Linked DNA regions of Mus musculus: region 2 is linked to region 1. The links are chromatin contacts, called in public Hi-C maps. All regions are on one chromosome and are shown on one strand. The core of a region is the stretch at or near the end of the contact, and the rest is flanking DNA. Distances in the headings are between cores, read along the strand shown.

Region 1 (5,627 bases), core at 970-3,469:
ATACCAAATGTAGTTGCTGAGTGGCCTGGGCGGCTACTTCTGGATGATTCTCCCAGTAACAGAGGTGTCTGTATGCAGACCAATGGTGAAGCATTGGCCACACAATCCAAAGGGGCATCCTGATTCTTACACTATGCCAGAGGCCCCACACAACGGCAAGTGCAGTGTGTCCCCTGCTCAGTGGGGAGAGAGAAAGACCTCCAGGTCATTCTAGCACTCCCACCAGAATCTATGGTCTTGACCATTGGCTTTGGTAGAAAAGAACAATCAACTTAGCCTGCCTGTCCTGGCTTGTTTGTCTCCAACATTTTTTGTAGTGTAGACAGCTACAGGAACAATCCCTAGACCCATAGAGATTACCCAATGACATATCAGCTCCAAAATGATGGTGGCATGACATTCGAAGCAGACACAAACTTTGATGAACAGCTCTTTCTGGTAACTGTATCCACTTGAAGACTATGCTCACCTCTCCCAAAACAACCAGTCAGTCTGTGTCTCTCCAAAGACATTGATCAGCTCATGACATTCAAGCCAAGCTTCTTTAATGTCTAAGCCCACTGGGCCAACGCTGGATAGCCCAGGGTCATGGCAGAGAAGGCATCTCCGGTTTTATCTGGGGTTCTGTTGTCTGGACTGAGGGGGTCCTCCTGCCAGTGGGACTCAGGTCACTGGTCACCACTAATTTTAGAGCAATGTTGCGCAACACTCTGGAGCAGAGTTGCTCTGTCTGTCCTTTACAGGCCAGATGCCTAAGCCTTGACTTCCCTTTTGAAATGAAAACCCGAGCTTAGGTAAATCAAGTTACAGCTTGTCTCTCCCCGCCCCATCCTGTCAGCAGTTAGAAGGTAGAAGCCACAAATTTCATTTTCTGATTTCAGATCAGTTCTACAAATGGTCAAAATTATTTTTATTTCCCTTTGGCTTAGCAAGATGAAAGTGAAACCACAGCCCCCTTGCGTACTTATTAGCTCCAGTGCTTAGTCATCTTTAAGCCAAAAGACATAATCTAGATAGATCCACCTCTCAAAGCCTTTGTTCCTTCTTGAGGGCTTTAAAAACTTGCTGTAAACTGTACTCAGCATAAAGTGGTCTGTCTCTGTGTCCTTAGGTTTAAGGGTATTAACTACATACACACACGTTGTGCAATCAGTCTCCAGAACTCTTGATCCTGGGTTGTTATCCATGGTGTAACAAATTCTTTCCTCCCACCGAACCAGTCAGATTTCCCCATCCCATGGGTGACAGGAGGTGATAAGAATGACCTTCTTGAGAAATTCTGTTGGGCTGTCTCTTTTTAAGCACTTCTTTGAGATAGACTTTTAAAATACAGATTCTTTTTCTGCGGTTTAGTAGTGTTTGTTTTGGGCAAGCACAATCTGAAGCTTCAATCTCTGAGAAAGGCTCCTAGGGATCTATTTGCTCCAAGAGACGAGCCAGCTAAGAACTCCCAAGAGCAGTCTGCCCTCTCTTTCAGATTTCAGGCAAAATGTGAAGTAAACTAGTTATAACTTAGAGATTATAGACAAGGAGACAGGAATCTGCCCCTGTGTTTTTAAGTCAACACACACCCCTTACCCCTCCAGAATATTTGGTGTTTGCTTAAAGCTCAACATTTTCCCATAGATTTGATCAAATTTCTTTTACTGGGAGATTCCAACCAGCTTTGGCCAGGTTTCCTGGCTTGTGTTGTACAAGGGCATCTTAAGTTCCAGAAGTGCTTGATCTAGCTGATTCCTCGGAGTCTTTGGCATGCACAGGTGAGGAAGGGCAATGGGCATTTCAGGTATGTTGCACCCATTTCCAGCTGTGCTCACCTACATCTGGATCTTAAGGTATAGTCAAGAGATGGGTTATAAAATAAATCGCAAAATTCTTTCAGAGTTAAAAATAGGAGTTGAGCACCATAGCTCAAATATACAACTAGCATGCCCACCTCAAAGAAGAGTAAAGTCACTTGATTAAGATTTCTAAAATAACAAACATGGGAGGAAAGCACTATTGTGTGAGCTGAAACATTGTTAGCACTAGGCACACAAGGCTGAGGAATGTGTGCCAGAAACAACCCTCATGAGAGAAGAAATACTTGCAAAGTAATTGAGAGGATGTCTGCCAATTGGCTTTAAAGCGATCCAGTTGGCATAGTTAGGGAGTAGATGAGGGAAGCTCCTATGTGAAACTGGCCATTGTTGTGCATTCCTGGAGGGGATATGATGTGCATGAGAGTCACTTGACGTGCTTTGTCTTTGATAGTTGACATTTCCCACTTATTGTCTACTTAGCAACCAGTGAAGATGGGGCAGGTGCTAGGACACCAGCAAAGAGAAGCATCCAACACTAAAACTGCTCACGGGGTGCTGAATGTGTGCTAAAAATACACCCTTTTAGTCTGAATGCTAAATAGATACTACAAAATTAGGGAAGCAAAACAGCCGATAAAATGAACAATAAATACAGCTGTCAAAAGAGAAAGCAGAACTCTTCAATGTAGCCGATAGGTATTTATGACAAAAGCCATTTCCACTGTACCCATGAGGTTTGCCCTCCTCCCAAGAGCACCAGTTGGGGACGGGTCTGAAATGCAGATTAATACCAGCCCCTCCTGCTACCTTTGCTTTCCCTACATGCCCCGTACCTTTGCATGCAGTTGCAGTATTAAATGTGTGCTCCTGTGTGCTGTGCTCTGATGCCCCATGGCTGCCCTTTCTCTTTGGAGCCTCCACTGCATAGGAACTTTGATAATGTGACAGCTAATGTGATTGCCAAGTTAGCCACTACATGGCTAATGGACAAGTAGTACATACAGTATGGATGTGCTGGGAAAAGGAAAGATTCGTGTCCGGCATAGACAGAGAGGGACTCTGGGAGATTCTCCCATGCTATTTGGAATGGCTTGTGATGTAAACATTATGGATTGCTTATTCCTGGAATTTCCGTGTACTATTTTCGGACTGTTGCTGGAGGCAGGTAGCTGGAATTAGGGATGAATTAATCACCGTTAGGGGAGGACACACTTTGATATTATGCTGAAAAGAAGGGGCCAAAAAGATGGCTAAGTGGGTCAGAGCACTTGCTGCTCTTTGAGAGCACTAGAGTTAAGCTCCCAGCACTTAGTTCTCAGGGGGCTCAGAGCCATATTTGAGCCTAGCTCCAGGAGAGCCAGTGCTCACTTCTGGTCACCAGAAACACCTGTGTACAAACTCACAGGGAGACTTATAATTAAAAAATAATAATAATAAATATTTTTAAAAGATCCCGTTGTTAATGAGGAAATCCTTGTTGAGAGACATTATTAGTTTTTGTACTACTCTACAACACTACTCTAAGACTTGAGGCAGCCCTGGACAGGATGGCATCCCGTATTTTAATGCGTTTTGATAGCACTATAATTGTGTTTGTGACAATGTAATTCTCTTTCAGGACACAGAGACATTGCATACTGTAGTTGGATAACTAACTAACAGAGCCTTTATGCTGTGTTGGGAGCATTTCAGAGCACTTGAGGTGCATTCAATAATTGCCACAAAAACTGTATGACAGAGGCGTTATGTCTCATGCTTGTCCCAATGGTATGGAACACAGACTTATGCATAAAATGCAAGTCCGAGTGGAAAGCACAGTCAGATTCACTCACTAGCACAAAACAGACATTTTTTACATTAGGAATTAAAATTAAAATTAAGACGGATGAACTCGGAAACTTCCTAGTATAGGTTTGTCTGTATTTTCTGCTATACAAAAATAACAGAATTGTTGTTTATATGTATGTTCACCTATGGCCACTAGTGTTAAGATTAAAAGACATGCTCAAGAAATGCAGAGCAGTTACTGCCACCAGGCATTCAGGAAGTCAGGGAGCTGGAATTGCCACCCACAGGGGAAGTCTGAGCCCAGACTGGGTGGCTTTTTCCACTTCTTGGGGTCCAAAAGGGGACTTGGTTCACTCTCCAGATTCTAACACGCCTTCTTGCTTTCCCACAGGGATTTGATGCCCAGAACCCTCGAGGGACAGATCACCATGGAGAAGACGCCCAGCTACTTTGTGACCCGGGAGGCACCCGCGCGCATCTCGGCCATGTCCAAGGACACCAAACTCATCGTGGTGGTGCGCGACCCGGTGACCAGGGCCATCTCGGACTACACGCAGACGCTGTCCAAGCGGCCGGACATCCCCAGCTTCGAGAGCCTGACGTTCCGCAACCGCAGCGCGGGCCTCATAGACACGTCCTGGAGCGCCATCCAGATCGGCCTGTACGCCAAGCACCTGGAGCCCTGGCTGCGCCACTTCCCGCTCGGCCAGATGCTCTTCGTGAGCGGGGAGCGGCTGGTCAGCGACCCGGCCGGCGAGCTGCGCCGCGTGCAGGATTTCCTGGGCCTCAAGCGCATCATCACCGACAAGCACTTCTACTTCAACCAGACCAAGGGCTTCCCGTGCCTCAAGAAGGCGGAGGGCAGCGGCAAGCCGCACTGCCTGGGCAAGACTAAGGGCCGCGCTCACCCCACCATTGCGCGGGAGGTGCTGCGGCAGCTGCGTGACTTTTACCGGCCCTTCAACCGCAAGTTCTACCAGATGACCGGCCGCGACTTTGGCTGGGATGGATAGCAGAAGTAATTTAAAAAGAAAAAAAAATAATATCAAAATATAATATATTTTTTTACCAGTCGGTAGAGAAAAGACGGTTTAATATTTCTGTATTAAGAGTATGTGTTGCAGTATTTTTTTTTCTTCCGGTCCCCGTGGATAACCAGCACCAAACATGCGCATAGCAGAAAAGGAGATTTCATGTATCTAAGCATCTCATATCTCCCGTTCCTTTGCGTTATAAGCTTTCATTCACAAAGAATGAGCACCAGTACTCCACTAAACTGTTTTAGGAAACCCCCCAGGGTAAACCTCTCTTGTTACCCACAAAGACCTGATAGAACTGAGACTTGGCCTTCCAGTTTTCTTTCTCCTGTGCCACTTTTCTCCTAAGTCATTTCTCGCTAAGATACTCAGCATGCACAGGGCCATTTTCGATGGTAGTTTTGGCCCTTACACCACCACTGCAAGCATGTAGTGTGTTTCTCGAGATCATCATTTTCTAGTTCAGAGATGAGGGAAACTGAGTCTCAGGGAGGTCGAATGACTCATCTTAAAGCTGGATAGTGGATCCTGGACAAAAATCCTGTCTGCCGCTGCTTTTTCTCTATTTTATGACACCGCCCCTGACCCCACCCGGCTAGAGCATATAAGACACCTGGAGCTTTAGAAGCTCCGGAGTGGTCCGGAAAGCACAAGGGGGACTTGTCACTGCAATGTGAGTCCCGGGCTGGCCTATGGCACACAGCCTCATTACAAAGCTGTATTCAAGGAAGTCACAGAGATGGGGACACAAGCCCTCTAGGGAGCCTATCTTGCCCCTTGGCTGATCAAAGGATGCTTAGACAAGGAGATCTGACCGATGGGTGGTCATCTGAGTCCCAGAGAAATTACTGAGCTCTTCTGTTGAGAGAAGATGGACAGACAGAACCAGGAGTGTCGCAGAGTAGCACTTACTAGCTGTTGGTTTGACTTCTTTATTTCTTTTTAAAGAAAAACCCAATTCAATTAGAACTTATCAATACGAATTCCATTTTCCTTATTT
Region 2 (5,869 bases), core at 1,715-4,214, 210 kb after region 1:
AAATGAACACAGATGCAATAAAGATCCTTTAGGGATTGGGTTTTTTTTTCTATGTTCTTCAAAACGACAGTATCTTTCACACAATCACATCTTGCCATTGCTATGTCTGTTCTTGACTGAGGATCCTTGCTTGGCCCAGCTCTAGCGGCCTAGGCACAAAGTCACTCCTTCCTCAGTTGGCCTGAGGCAACACAAAGGCCCTCTTGGGCTGCGAAGACAGCAGCACAAAGGCCCTGTTGGGCTGTGGAGACAGGGTTTTCAGTGCAGCCTGACCTCTCCGGTAGTCATCAATGTTTATGGCTGCTGTTACAGTAAAAATAGCAAAAGTCAATATTTGTGCTCTGTATCTGTCAGATAATAAACTTGGCTATAGACACCACACATGACATCTGTGTGCGGTACAGAGGGCCTGGCTGCACCCCTGGCCAATCTTCCCAGACAGTTTGTCAAAGATGGCATCATGTTTGCACAGCTGACATTCTGAAAATCCCCCAAGTGTCCTTAGGAAAGCTCAGAATATTTTTTTAAAAATCCTGTTGATTCTAGGCTTTAAACTGAAAAAGAGAAGTTAAGAAAAGGGGGGGCAGGGAGAGAAAAGGACGGGACAAAGAAGAAAACAGAACTAAAGACAACCAGTAAAGACAAAATCACCACCCTGGTGAAGATACCTAACAGCTATAAATCTAATGGGAAGGGCCCACCGCTCCAGCCACCCACCTAGATCTGAGGTCCTCAAAGGGACTCCCAGATCCTAAATTGCCCAGTGTTGTTGTCATCCTGAATAGTTTTTAATAACAAGGAAATGACAGAACGGTTATAATGAGAGACCATTATAAAGCCACCAGGGACCTTGGGAATCCCACGGAGGGATGGGTTTTATGTAAAAATGTGCCATCTTCAGCTCTTCCTGTAAGGACCACCTTAGGCTTCTCACCTGTAAAGGGAATACTCACTGCAAGGTGCCAGGAGATAGTAGAGGGAAGGACCGTATGTTTGGAAACAAATACCATAGTCATTGTTAGCCACACATTGTAATTTTTTAATTTTATTTATTTATTTATTTATTTATTTATTTATTTTTACTTATCCCACTCACTGGGATGAAGACTCCAAGGTCACCCACTCCCACAATCCTTCCCCCATACCCCTCCCCCATCCTCTTTTTTTCTGAGCAAGTGGGACCCCCTAGGAGTCCCCTCACCCCGGCACTTCAAGTCTCTGTGAGGCTAAGCACCTCCTTTCTCACTGAGGCCAGACAAGGCAGCCCAGCTCCAAGAACATATCCCACTTTGCAGGCAATAGCTTTTGGGGTAGCCCTTGTTCAAATTGTTCAGGACCCACATGAAGGCCAAGCTGCACATCTGCTACGTATGAGCTGGGAACCCTAGGTCCAGCCCTCGTGTGTGTTCTTTGGTTGGTAGTTTAGACTCTGAGAGTCCCAAGGGTCCAGGTTAGTTGACTCTGTTGGTCTTACTGTGGAATTCCTATCCCTTTCAGGGCCAGCAATCCTTCCTCCTATTCTTCCATAAGAGTCCCCAAGCTCCATCCACTGATTGGCTGTGGGTGTCTGTATCCGTCTGAGTTAGCTGCTGGGTGGAGCCTCTCAGATGACAACATGCTCCTCACACATTGTAATTTTTAATTTGCCCAGCATGGCTTCCTGTTGTACACAGCCTGGTTAAGGGAGGCACGGGAATCACTGAACACTGTGAGGAAAGTCAAAGTCTACACATCAGCTCACTCGTGAGGTCCATCTCTTTACTGTTAGTATTAATATTCTGTAGCCTGATACTTCTGTGTTTCTGTCCCAATTATTATTTCCGAGCCAGAATTGGGGACCAAAGTCTGGGGACACAATTATTCTGATTTCTAAGTATTTAGTTTGGTCCTGAATGTTTATGCTTGAGACCTTCAGCATCCCTCAGTTCCCGTGCAGTCCTCCACAGCCCCCTTTCCCTCACCTATAACTGATAGCAATTGATGAGTCTCTCGTTCTCTAAAGTGGCCCATTCTGTAGACCACATCCACATGTCCATCCTTAAAGGGCAATAGCTAGAGATGCCTTGATGGACCTGGAATCTTCTAGGCAGCCAAGATTTTTGCTTTTTACATAAGGAGAAGGCCTGCTTCTCAGAAGTCCCAACCCCCTCCAGCCCTGAGGATTCTGAAGTCATTTTCTAGAGACTGGACGGTGTGAGACCCACTTGAAAGAATAGGAAATTTGCTGGTATATTTTAATAATAGAATTCTACAGTGATTATTCTTATGTGATAAAATATGTGAGTGTTTGTTGTAACATAATTTTCCCCAAATCCAAAGATCTGGGGAAACCTTTGAGGGTGTACAATGTTTAGCTTGTGGTTGGAATGATATGATAAGGCTTCAAATGTATTTAAGAGGGAGGCAGGCAAGGGTAGGGGTATGAGACAATCAGAGAGACAATCGAAGTAAGGGGGAGAGAGGAGGAGAGGAGTGAGGGAAGAGGGGATGGAGATAAAGTTAGGAAGAGAGGTTTGAAGGCTGGGAGAGAAGAGAATAAGGATTTAGGAAAGAAAGGGAATGGAAAATTAAAATAAAAGAATATGAGACTGTTATAATATATGAAGCCTGCCTGTGGCTAACAGGGTCTCATCTGCTCCAAAAGAGGGATGATTTGTTTTGCTGTATCGCTGCCCTGACAACACATCATGATTTCTAGTCTCTCACCGACTCACTTTCTCCTTCCACCTCATCCATGCAGTATTTTCTCCATCCTCAATCTATTGTGTAAAAACTTGAGTTACTTTATTTAACAATTATTTATCAAGTACTAACTATTCAATAACTTGAATAGCCACATAATCTGGCAGCATGCGAGACAATGGTGCTGGATCAAGACACTGGGGTAGACCCCAGGGCACTCTCTCTCATCTTTCTCCTCACAACCGTGGTTGCTTACACAGCTGGAACCTGGGCTATGGAGAATCTTTCTACTTCCCTCCCAAGATCACCCCATCAGCATCTGGCTAGCCACAGGACCACAGCAGCTGCATAGTCCCCTGAAAACCCAACCAAACTTCTCTCTGGGCACTACTGTTAAATATGCCTATGTGCTCCTGCCTGGACGGGGCCCAAGCAAAGAGTGAGCTCGGGTCAGGAGAAAGGAAAGGTCCTGTCCAAGATGTTGTTTTTTTTTTTTTTTTCAGTTTCCCTTCCTCCTCAGGTGGAAGCCTGTGTGTGACATTTCGTATGAGGAGAGTCTCCAGCTAGCCACTGTTTGGAGAGAAAAATACTGCTTCGTCCTATCTTTCTGAACCCCAAGCCATTCAGAGTGTCTCACTTCTGTGATTCACTCAGTGACTTTCATGGTCACTCTGGACATAAATATGCATCTAAAAAATAGAAAATCAGCAAGATAGGATATTCAGTACTCAGAGTATCAATAACTGGTGTCTATCATTTCACACTATTTTTCTACCATGATCTCTTATCATATTTTTCCTTGTATGACACATTACTTCACCATTTTCTGAAATATTTGAGGTAGGAAGTTGAGGGTTTTATGAGACAAGATCTCTTTATGTAGTCCTGCCTGACCTGACATTTGCTGTGTAGAACAGGTTGTTCTTGAACTCCTAATCCTCTGTCTCCCCAGCACTGGGGATATAGGTGTGCACTATGCTGCACAACTGAAATACACTTTTCAATAATAATCTAAGACACCATTAGTGCCTCGTCAGTGTCAACCTGACCAGATTTAGAATCACCAAGGAGGATAGCAATCAGGCCTCTGGGTTTGTCTGTGGAGAGGGAAGACTCACTCTGAGAGTGGTGGCATCCTGTAGGTTGTTCCTAGAGAAAATAAAAGAGGGAAAATCAAGTCCCAGAATCCACTTCTCACTCATTCCTGCCCACCGCCAGCCTCCTCCTCCACACCCCCCCCCCACTGCCATGATGCGCTACCCAAGAGCAGGAAGCCAATGACCATGGCCGGAACTGTCTGGAACAGTCTAATCAAACCTTTCCTGCCTTCAGTTTTCTCTGCCAGGTACTTTAGTCACAGTGCTGCTGAACGAGTTGTTTAAATACCTCCTTAGTCAGTGGCTGTCCACTTATCAGATATTTCCTTATTATGATTCTTGGTGACCTTTCTAATAACAATATTTTAACACAAACCTGTGTGCATTTCCCTGTGATGAATTCTAACTAGTAAAATTATTGAGTGAAAAGTTAAAGCAATAAATCGAAGCCTTTTGTATTTCTTTGCCTTGTTTTTGTTGCACTGGGAACAGAACCCAGAGCTTTGTGCGTGTTAGTCCCATGCTCTGCCACTGAGCTAAGGTCAGCCTCAGCTCAGGGGTTGGAGACATTGAGGACTTAGCCCCTGGAAAGTCTGTATTATTTTATATTTTATGTCATTGAAGCAGGCTGCTTAGTCAGCAAACAATAGTAAAAAATGCTTCCAGACTCACTTGGGAGGCAGAGGCAGGTGGATTTCTGAGTTCCAGGCCAGCCTGGTCTACAGAGTGAGTTCCAGGACAACCAGGGCTACACAGAGAAACCCTGTCTCAAAAAAACCAAAAAAAAAAAATGCTTCCAGACAAATTGGGTCAAGGAATCCTCTTTCTGTAAATAGATCATGTATTTCTACCTTTTCCCCAGAAAGATCTTAGTTCTTCTCAGCTATTTAAACTCTGTTGTATGTTGACCACGTTGTTGCAATTTTACTCTTACATGTTAAGAAAGTTAATGTTGAGGTTGGAGAGATAACTCAGTGGTTGCAAGAACTGACTGCTGTCACAGAGCACCTGGGTTTTAAGTCTCAGCACAGCAGGGAAACAGCTGACTACAACCCTACTCCCAGGAGATCCAACACCCTCTTCTGGCAACCCTACTCACTGCCCGTGTGAGGCATTTGAGGGCAATGTACCCATATATAAAAAAAGTAAAAATAAAAATTTAAAGTATTTTAAAGAACACTACTGTTCTCATCCTGGATCTGAGTATTTTCTCAGGGTCCTGTCATTTGAATATTAATTTGTGTTCAGTGTATCCAAGGTACAGCTGGGTAGTTTTCTTAAGGCGAGCTATCACATGATGCTTGTTAGACTTTGTCTCTATCTCTGTCTCCCTGAAACTCCCATGTGAGGATTCTATACAGGGTGAGATAGAGATATTACCACTTTAGAAACCACTGTAATAGGAGTTTCCATGGGATGGGATCTTAGAAAGAAAGACCGTTAAACAAATTTCTGGAAACGAGGTCAAATGGAAGAAAGATGTAATCTGTCCATATTGCAGATGAGGTCAGTGGTCTCTGTGGTCATGTGTATTTATTGCCCGGTGAAGGTACCCACTTTATTGTGTAATAAACTTGGCCATATCTACTTTGTGTTTGCGTACGTGTGTGTTTGTGTATCTTTCACCAGAAATCACAAGGACCAGGTATCTATCATCTTCCACATCACCAGTAGCCAGTAAAGATCTTGTGAAGATTAGCCAGACTGTAGACAGCCCCTCTGATAATGCCAAGACAGCAGAGACCCCAGGGCATGCTCCTCATGGGTCATAAAGTGAAACTAGAATAGTCTTCAGGTCTTGGCTGCTGACAGGACTGTGCACATGCAGCGCATTTAGTGAAGGCTTGCTGTACACTCCTGAGATCCCATTCTGCACAGGCAGCAGTGGCGGGACACAGGCAAGCACAAGGAGCCTCACTTTATTTGGGTGGAATGAAGGAGGAATGCATGCGCCTGAGTGTTATCAGAAACTACAGGATAATCAGCTAGGGCTCAGCTCACAGCTCAAGGTTAATATAGGTAGGGTCAATAGCCCCTAAGTTAATAGAAAGATTCAGGAACTGTCAAAGGTGACGGTGTTAAAGTCACAG

What was found. A called contact is a pair of places that touch in the nucleus more often than the background predicts.
Region 2: a contact with region 1 is called in a Hi-C map of pre-pro-B cells, with 3 times the contacts expected there. The contact joins two enhancer-like sites. A contact is called at or near these places in 3 of 484 Hi-C or Micro-C datasets (bone marrow-derived macrophages, pre-hematopoietic stem cells and pre-pro-B cells), 2 of 115 datasets of contacts at active chromatin or transcription factors (bone marrow-derived macrophages and embryonic fibroblasts) and 1 of 9 other capture datasets (bone marrow-derived macrophages).

What each region holds. Positions count from the first base shown.
Region 1 is chr11:64,516,217-64,521,843 of GRCm38.p6, forward strand. Hs3st3a1 (heparan sulfate (glucosamine) 3-O-sulfotransferase 3A1) reads left to right here. Exons shown (of 2, transcript NM_178870.5): 2 at 3,982-5,627. The coding sequence ends at 4,603. Among named protein-coding and RNA genes, the nearest start is that of F930015N05Rik, 82 kb to the left of the region's middle. Within about 2 kb of position 2,220, at least 22 of the 459 cell types and tissues checked have an H3K27ac peak or open chromatin away from gene starts, as enhancers often do. A contact at or near this core is called in pre-pro-B cells, where this site is marked.
Region 2 is chr11:64,727,852-64,733,720 of GRCm38.p6, forward strand. No RefSeq gene overlaps it. Among named protein-coding and RNA genes, the nearest start is that of Gm30305, 12 kb to the left of the region's middle. Within about 2 kb of position 2,965, at least 4 of the 459 cell types and tissues checked have an H3K27ac peak or open chromatin away from gene starts, as enhancers often do. A contact at or near this core is called in pre-pro-B cells, where this site is marked.